Linked DNA regions of Sus scrofa: regions 2 and 3 are each linked to region 1. A link is a contact called in public Hi-C data. All regions are on one chromosome and are shown on one strand. The core of a region is the stretch at or near the end of the contact, and the rest is flanking DNA. Distances in the headings are between cores, read along the strand shown.

What was found. Hi-C and Micro-C count contacts between places; a contact is called where the count stands out from the background.
Region 2: a contact with region 1 is called in a Hi-C map of liver, with 2.4 times the contacts expected there. The contact joins two enhancer-like sites. A contact is called at or near these places in 5 of 47 Hi-C or Micro-C datasets (liver and skeletal muscle).
Region 3: a contact with region 1 is called in a Hi-C map of liver, with 5 times the contacts expected there. The contact joins two enhancer-like sites. A contact is called at or near these places in 4 of 47 Hi-C or Micro-C datasets (embryonic fibroblasts, liver and mesenchymal stem cells).

The regions. Positions count from the first base shown.
Region 1 is chr15:117,710,802-117,713,457 of Sscrofa11.1, forward strand. All of the region lies in intron 15 of FN1 (fibronectin), which reads right to left. Among named protein-coding and RNA genes, the nearest start is that of FN1, 25 kb to the right of the region's middle. Within about 2 kb of position 1,345, at least 5 of the 83 cell types and tissues checked have an H3K27ac peak or open chromatin away from gene starts, as enhancers often do. A contact at or near this core is called in liver, where this site is marked.
Region 2 is chr15:117,963,332-117,965,987 of Sscrofa11.1, forward strand. No RefSeq gene overlaps it. Among named protein-coding and RNA genes, the nearest start is that of FN1, 230 kb to the left of the region's middle. Within about 2 kb of position 1,335, at least 6 of the 83 cell types and tissues checked have an H3K27ac peak or open chromatin away from gene starts, as enhancers often do. A contact at or near this core is called in liver, where this site is marked.
Region 3 is chr15:117,927,122-117,929,777 of Sscrofa11.1, forward strand. No RefSeq gene overlaps it. Among named protein-coding and RNA genes, the nearest start is that of FN1, 190 kb to the left of the region's middle. Within about 2 kb of position 1,365, at least 2 of the 83 cell types and tissues checked have an H3K27ac peak or open chromatin away from gene starts, as enhancers often do. A contact at or near this core is called in liver, where this site is marked.

The DNA.
Region 1 (2,656 bases), core at 95-2,594:
GCCACAGAATGTACAACATCAAGAGTCATCCCTAATGTAAACCATGGACTTTGAGGGAGAAAGTGTGAATACAGGTCCATCGACTGTAACAGATGCCCCACTCCAGTAGGGATGTTGCTGTTAGGGGCGACTGCGCGTGTGTGGGGGTTGGGGGTACATTTGAAATCTCTACATCTTCTTTCAGTTTTGCTGTGAGGCTACAACTGCTCTAAAGTCTTTTAAAAAATTATGACAGTTAAATGTCTATTAAGATAAGTTTTAGAACGAGAGCACAAATGACCTTTACTGCCTTCTGTTAAGCTTAATCCTGCTATTGAGGCCACAGGACGAGGATAGTAAAGGAGAGGAGAGGAAAAGAAACAGGTGACTTAGCGGTATTTACTCAGTAATAGAAACTACAGAAGCTTTTCTTCTGTCTAAAACTTCAAGTGCTGGCTTGAAATCCTATGTTTTCAATTGTAGTCTTGAGCCCTAGCTCATCTTTAAGAGAAGTGCACTAAACAGCCGTGGGGATGTTGCGCATGTAGCATATTTTTGTCCAGAAAGTAAAGAAACTGTGACCATTATTTGTAAGGTCAATTAAATCTCAACTATCATCCCACTTTGCTTTTGCTACATGTGATTTAAAGACAAGAAATCTGAAATGATATCACTTACATTATTTAGATTCAAAATCTTTTTTTTTTTTTTTTTTTTTTTTTTTTTGGTCTTTTTAGGGCTGCACCTGCAGCATACGGAAATTCCCAGGATAGGGGTTGAATTGGAGCTACAGCTGTTGGCCTGTGCCATAGCCACAGCAACGTGGGATCTGAGTCACATCTGTGACCTACACTACAGCTCATGGCAATGCTGGATCCTTAACCCAGTGATCGAGGCCAGGGATCAAACCTGTGTCCTCATGGATTCTAGTCAGATTCATTTCCACTGAGCCACGACAGGAGCACCTAGATTCAAAATCTTAATAATCATTTTCATATTGGTTAGTTGGTAAGACTTTTTAAAATAACCTGAGAGCAATGATTCACCATTGTGAAAACTTTATTCCTCTTATTCAAAATGATGAGACTAACAATAACAGTTAAGTAAAGATATAATACAATGTCTATATTTTTAAGACCTGTTGGAAATAAGGCCCAAATAACTAATTTCCAGTAATGGTGACCCTGGAGAAGTTAAACATTTATGAGTTTGTGACTCAGTCCTTTTTTTTTTTTTTTTTTTATTTAGTTTGCTGAGATCTATGCTTTCCTAGTTGTTTATTGACAAACCAAATGCCTCTTATCTTCAGTTAGTTTGAACAACTCCATCAGGTCCTCTGTTGGAGGAACAAACAGGGCAAGGCTCAGAGATGACCTATTGGTATTCTGTTCTTTGTCACTCTTTTACTCTTAAAGCCTCACAAGCTAGGCAGCAGCCATTGAGCAAACCAAACTTACAGATAAGTATCAGACTGCCTATGGAGGCCAATTTCCTCTCCCCTAAAGTTCCTCTCTGCTCAAAGGGCTTTACTGTTACCCTTTTAAAGGAGTAGGAACAAGGTCAACCTAGATAACTCCAACACAGAAGGACTCCCCCCCATCTGCATTTCATTTCATCTCTGGCATGTCTACCGAAAGGCTGCCAGCAAGCAGCTACATGAACAGGCTTACCTTAAAAGAGAGAGAAAAAGAAGTTCTCTCTAATTCATTGAGATCTCTTAAAACCAACACTACATCAATAACAGCCATTAACATAGACGCTAGAGGGGATTTCTTTAGAGGTATCTATCCTTTGGAAGCATCCTTAAAGAAAAAAAACCTCAACTATATACTTTCTGCAATCAGATTTTTTAAAATTATTAAATGAAAAATTATTTTAAGTGATTTTTATACTCAAATCCACCATGAAATACAATTTAAGCGCCAGGTCAACCTGTACCATGAACCTGTTAAAGCAGAGTCATCTTCTGTGGCCCAGGCAGTGTCTGAGGGCTGGGGAAAGGAGGGTCTCTTCAAAGTTCAGAAAGGGTATCTGGGTAGTTGGTATTTAGGATGCCAGATTGTTAGTTTGTTACTGCTGGAAGGAACTTTAAAGGTAATCAACTACCATCTCCCATTTTCAGAGAAGGAAATAATTAGTGAAGCTTGACCTGAATCTCTGTAGCAGCATGTACAGAACTGGAACTCATGTCTTGATAAACACTGCTGTGGGCCCTGTTGGTCCATATCTTGTTCCCTTTGATAGTGAATCTCTTATCACTTAGGGAAGGAGGGACTTAATCTTGATTTCCGTCATAGCAGATTCAGAGGTCCAGGAGGCTTTGACCTCAGTAATTGCTCAGATAACTAATGCCTAAAAGTTAGAGTTTCATAATTCTACCCATCTTATTGTAACTAACCAGCCAAACTTAAATGCAAAAACTTTTTTTCTAAAATGAATAGTACCTCCAGCTAGACATTATGTTCCGTGACCTAAAAAAAACCCGGCAATAAACATTCTCGAGTATTTGAACTGTGTGGGCAGAGAATTGACCAAGTTACTCAACTCTTGACCCAGGGTACTTTGTTCCCGACTCCTATTGATCAAACATATGGCCATTTTAGCACAAAGAGGGCCTGCATGAAATGTTGAGCGAACACCTACCTTATGCTGTATTTCATGTAATTTCTCAGTGATA
Region 2 (2,656 bases), core at 85-2,584, 250 kb after region 1:
GGACAAGGATTTGCACTTTGGTATATAACTTGTTTTCATTCTGGCATTTAACATCTGTTTTCTGAGTATGAGATAAATGCTCTGGAAAAAAAAATGGCTTTTGATGATGCAAGATTAGATTATTTACCTTTCAGGTCAAAGCTAGGGAAAAAAATTGCTGCTTCATTAAATATATCTCACAGCTTCAAAGAAAGGGATTTTTAAGAGAGGAAAACCAAAGATGGTAAGGAAGTAGTGAACATTAAAGTTTAGCTTGATATTTCCCAATGTTTGTTTGAAAAAAAAAAAATTAAGTAAACTTTTTTTAAGCAGATATGGGAAAAAGTGAAAGGAGGTGAATGACCCTAGTTTTAATTCCTAACTTCTCTGACCTTAATAAAGCCCAGTGGGGTCAGGGGACTTTCCCACGGTCATACAGAAAACTCCAGTCTTCATCAACTCAGTTTGCATCTCTTTCTGTTACATTACATGCCAAGAATTGTTCTTTAAAATATCATTAGAGTAGATATTATTTCTGTGCTCACTTATCACAATATGGGCAATTGAACACTTTATCACTAGTAGCAGTTAGGTAATAATCATATGGAAATTTCTGAATTCATTTTTATAAAGTATATCAGAAACATTAAATATCTGTAGTTATATTTTTTGGAAATATGAAAAAAGATAGTTCTATAACATCGTGAATGAAAACTAAGGCCCTATGCATTTTGTGGGCCATAAACAATCAGAAAAATTTTGGAAATGGATGTTTCCAAGAGAAACGACTAGTGATAGCTTTTAAAATATGTTTTTAACATCAATTAAGTACCTTTTAAAATTGGCCAAATAATGCTAAAGTAAATCAAGTGCTTAAACAGTGTGAAGATAGTATCTGAAGTCTAAATAAATGTTCAGTCATTCCATCAGGAGCAAATCATAAAGAAAAGATATAAAGAAAATACCAGATCGGTTAATGTGTCCTTTATTCATGGTTTACTCCCTGAAACATTGTTCATGATTTTTTTTTCCCAATTCTTACAGTCTTTCTTTTTAATTTTTTTCTTTTTATGTTTCCCCAAGTTCACACTTCACACAAAATACCCGTTGAAGCAAACAGAAAAATGACACCAGCTCTTGGGCATTCCAATCAGTTTGTACATTAAAATGGCGATTATTGAAAGCACACAAAAGAGTTTGCAATTTGACATCAGGAATAGGGGGCAGACTCGTTTGCAAAGTGATAAGGGAGAGTTGAAGACTTGTAGGGTTAATGAAGTAAGTACGCAATGCTGAAACTCAGGCCAGAAAAAAAGCCAGACGGCACTGGACATGGATGGAGCCAGGGGCGAGGGGAGGCACTTGGAAAAGATGTACAAGGTTGTGGTTTCCTGCTAAATTAAAATGACATAGACAGCACCACAGGGCTTGCTTCATTATATTATTGTGAAATTTGGACTCAAACAGAGTGAGGTAAACCCACAAGTTAAAGTGTTTTTAAAGTGGCTTAATAATCACTTTGGAAAAAAAAAAGGAACACTCGTTCAGCAGTACGACTGGAACTTTGATCAACAAACACCCAAGGGACACAACCAGTCTTTTGCAAACAAACAGAAGTATCATGGCAGGGGTGGGCTTGGAGGTTCTTGCCCTAGAAAGATGATTTTCTTCCTAAATTGTGAAAGCTGGTAGTAGTGTTATGTGATGGAATGCTTTTCAGATATTCTGTAGGAAATTTGCCCTCCTGAAAGGACTGATAAATGTTATAGGAGATAACACAGGGCTATTTGATTTCATTTTAAAAATGAAATACATTAAATTTTTTAGATCTCCCCCATTTTATTTCCTCATTGAAGAATCAGCTGCCCAAAGCACCAAATCCCACCTGGGCATACTGCCAACTGAAGTAGATTTTTGTTCTCAATTTTCATTTTCTGGATTCCTTGATGACCTGATTTCCTGTCATTTCATGCTGCAGAGATAAGGATGATTGGCTACAAATCAGGGCTCTCTGTGGAGTGGGATGGGAGATTGAAGAAGAGGAAGAGAAGGAGGGAGGCCACAGCTCATCTCATGGTTGGTGGTTTTCTCAGGCTTTCCTTATGCTGCCTGTAAATTTCATCCAGAGATAAGCTCATCCTACATTTGTCATGGATTCTCATATTGGGATAGAAGGTGCAGACCAGGGATTTGGGAACCATTCATTTACCAGTGTCACATGACTTCAAAGGATTCCCCCCAGGGCCGCTTGCTGTGCTGGGATACCAGCTCTTCCTCTGAATCCCTAACCCATTACTTAAGCAAAAAGTGCTGTTTCTCGAACTTTTCCGACAATTGGTCATGCATTCATCTATATATTCAAAACATAGGTTTTTTTTTTTTCTAGTACCTGCCATGTGTAAGGCCTTATTCTGGCCCTAGGAATGCAACTTTGAACAAAACACAGTCACTGATTTCATGGTGTTTACATTTCAAGGGAGAACTGTTCATTTTTAAAATCGAAGGACCTTTCATAAAATTGTAGCATAGTAAGTGAAAGTGCTCTGGTCAAGGCTGGGACCACAGCCCACCATGAGCTTCACACAAGGTGAGGAATTAATGCTTATTAAGCACTTAATGTGTGCCAGGCCTTGAGGAAGTTACTGTACATTCACTTATTTATTGGGTGGGAAACTGA
Region 3 (2,656 bases), core at 115-2,614, 220 kb after region 1:
GGCTCAGCAGAACAAATCCAACTAGTATGCACGAGGATGTGGGTTTGATCCCTGGCCTCACTCAGTGGGTCAGGGATCCAGTGTTGCCAAGAGCTGTGGTGTAGGTCGCAGATGTGGCTTGGATCCCAAGTTGCTGTGGCTGTAATGTAGCCAGCACCTGTAACTCTGATTCAACCCCTAGCTTGGGAACTTCCATGTGTGGCAGGTGCAGTCCTAAAAAGCAAAATTAATTAATTAATTAATTAATTAAAATAGATTGGACCTGTGGTGAACTTTTGCCACTGCCTAAATCTTGCCAGATGTTGCCTTGATGGGCAATAGGTCTAGGGTAGCCAAATTCTCTAATTTCTCAGAAGTAGAAAATCAGGACTTTTAGGTGAAATTCCTAATTTTTTCATCATATTACTCAAAAGTTTTAAAAACGATCTGCAGGTCATACCCAGCAAACATGATGTCAGCCTGTGTCTTTCACTTTAAGTGGAAAGACCAAAAATGTGTGTCTTGACATTGACCAAGTTTGAGTTAAAGGGAGAAAGAAAGAGAAGAGAGAGGAAGAATGGAATCTCCACATCCATTTCACCATCACCTAAACTGCAATTGTGAGGAATCTCTGCCCTTGGTCTTCACCCCTCCTCCCTGCCCTCTTTACCCAGGAAATAGAAAAATACCTCTTGTTATTCATAGCACCAGTTCCTTTATGTATTATCCAGTCCTCTTGTGAAAGTTAAGAAGGGATCAGCTCTGCCTTCACTGATGCTATTGTGTGTCTTACATAACAATATCTAAATAAATAAGAAGCCCTGGGGAAAGGTCTTCCAAGGTTAACATATTTAGAATAAAGAACTGTTGTGATGAACATGGCACTGGCAGAATAGAAGATCTAATATCTACTTCATATAACAGATGAGGTCTAAACCAGGAACTCTTCTCAGTAACCAATAATTTGACCTGATTACATAATGAGTGTTTCTTTTTCTTTGCCCTAAAGTTGAACTTTGTATATAGAGGGACTGCCAAACACATTTTCACTGTAAAGAAATGTTGTTTTTCAATTGTATCACCCAAGAGGCTTAAATTCAGATGAAAATGTTCAAAAATCAAATTTCTGTATTTCTTTGGAGTTATTGTGGCATGGTTTAGCAAGAAGCATCTACTTTTTTTTCCAGAGGGAAATCTCTCTGAGCAAGCTCAGTCAAACTTTACATATAATTGTTCATTTTGGTGAACCTAAGCCCATACTTGGGACTTTTCCAGCTGTAGAGTCAATGAAAAACGCCCCTGGACTCTCCAGTCAGGGACACAGTCCTGGATTCTGGGCAATCTGCTTTTCTAGGAAGCAGTTGAATTAAAACTAGCCTGCCCCTCCTCCCATGCAGAGAATTCCTGCCACTATGTGCCTGACTGTTCAAATATCCCCACATGCTCTCTTCCCTGCATAGAGCTGCCGTTTCAGATCCCTGCTGCTATGTCTGTCAGATTCTGGTTTAATTCTAGGATAATCAGAGAAATAAATATTCAGTACTTCTTTCACTGCCCAGTCCTATCCTCCGGTTGAAATCCTTGTAAGAAATAGACTTCTGGTGGATTTTTGATGTATTTTAGCCTTCTCATTAGGCTACCTTGCTCAGCAATGGACACCATGAGTTTGACTAGGGCCTTGAAATAAATAAGGTCACCAGCCTATAGTTTTTTAAAATGAAATTATCAAGACTGAAATTGAAAATCTTGTTATTACAGGGGTAAAAGAAATTTGAACGATCTCTGGAGATAGTTCGTGGGCAAAATACAACTACTTTCATAGAATTCTACCAAAGCATCCATTTTAGAAATTTGAACGTTGACTCGATTCTGAAATAATTAACACCATGACCTTGCCAAAAGAATGTTCTTCAAGGTGGCCACTTATTTAGCATACAAAACACAGTTTTGGTCAATATGGAATTTTAAAGCTTATGCTTTGATATTACTTTTGCACATACACAATTATAGCCTAACAAACAGGCAAGGAATGTCTCTGGGTTGGTGACTGAATTTTAAATATCTCCTAAATTGGTTCAGAATTAAAAGATCCTAGAAGGCTATGTGAAAGCAGGTACAAAACTCCTAAATAGGAATAAGGCAGTGATGGTGGAATGAGGGAAGAAATAACTTTAGTATGAGAAAAACTTATAAACCGAAGCACTCAAATACACAAAGAAATAAAATACAGAGAAAGACCCCCCCACAAAAGCAACTATTGACACGTTAGTTCAATAGCAAAAAGATTAAAATATTAGAATAGTGGAAAAAAAGTTCTGAAAATGAGTGTGCTTAGCTTCTTCAAAATGATAAAATATGGGGAAAATTCAAAAATAACAAGAAATAACGAAGCAAAAGAGGAAGAAATAAGACAATAGATGGATGAGAAAAAGAACCAATTAGAAATCTTGCAAATGAAATACATAGTTAAGACTGAAGACAATTCCATAGATAAGACAAATAGGTTTATACACAGGTGAACAGTTTGTGGACTGGAAGGTTGTCCTAAGAAATTCACCAGGAATGAAATACAAAGGAACCAGCATGTCAGAATTATGAAAGGAAAGTTAAAGACAGGGAGTGTAGATTGAGTGGCTCCACCATATTTTAAACAGAAGTTCTACAGGAAGTGATATAG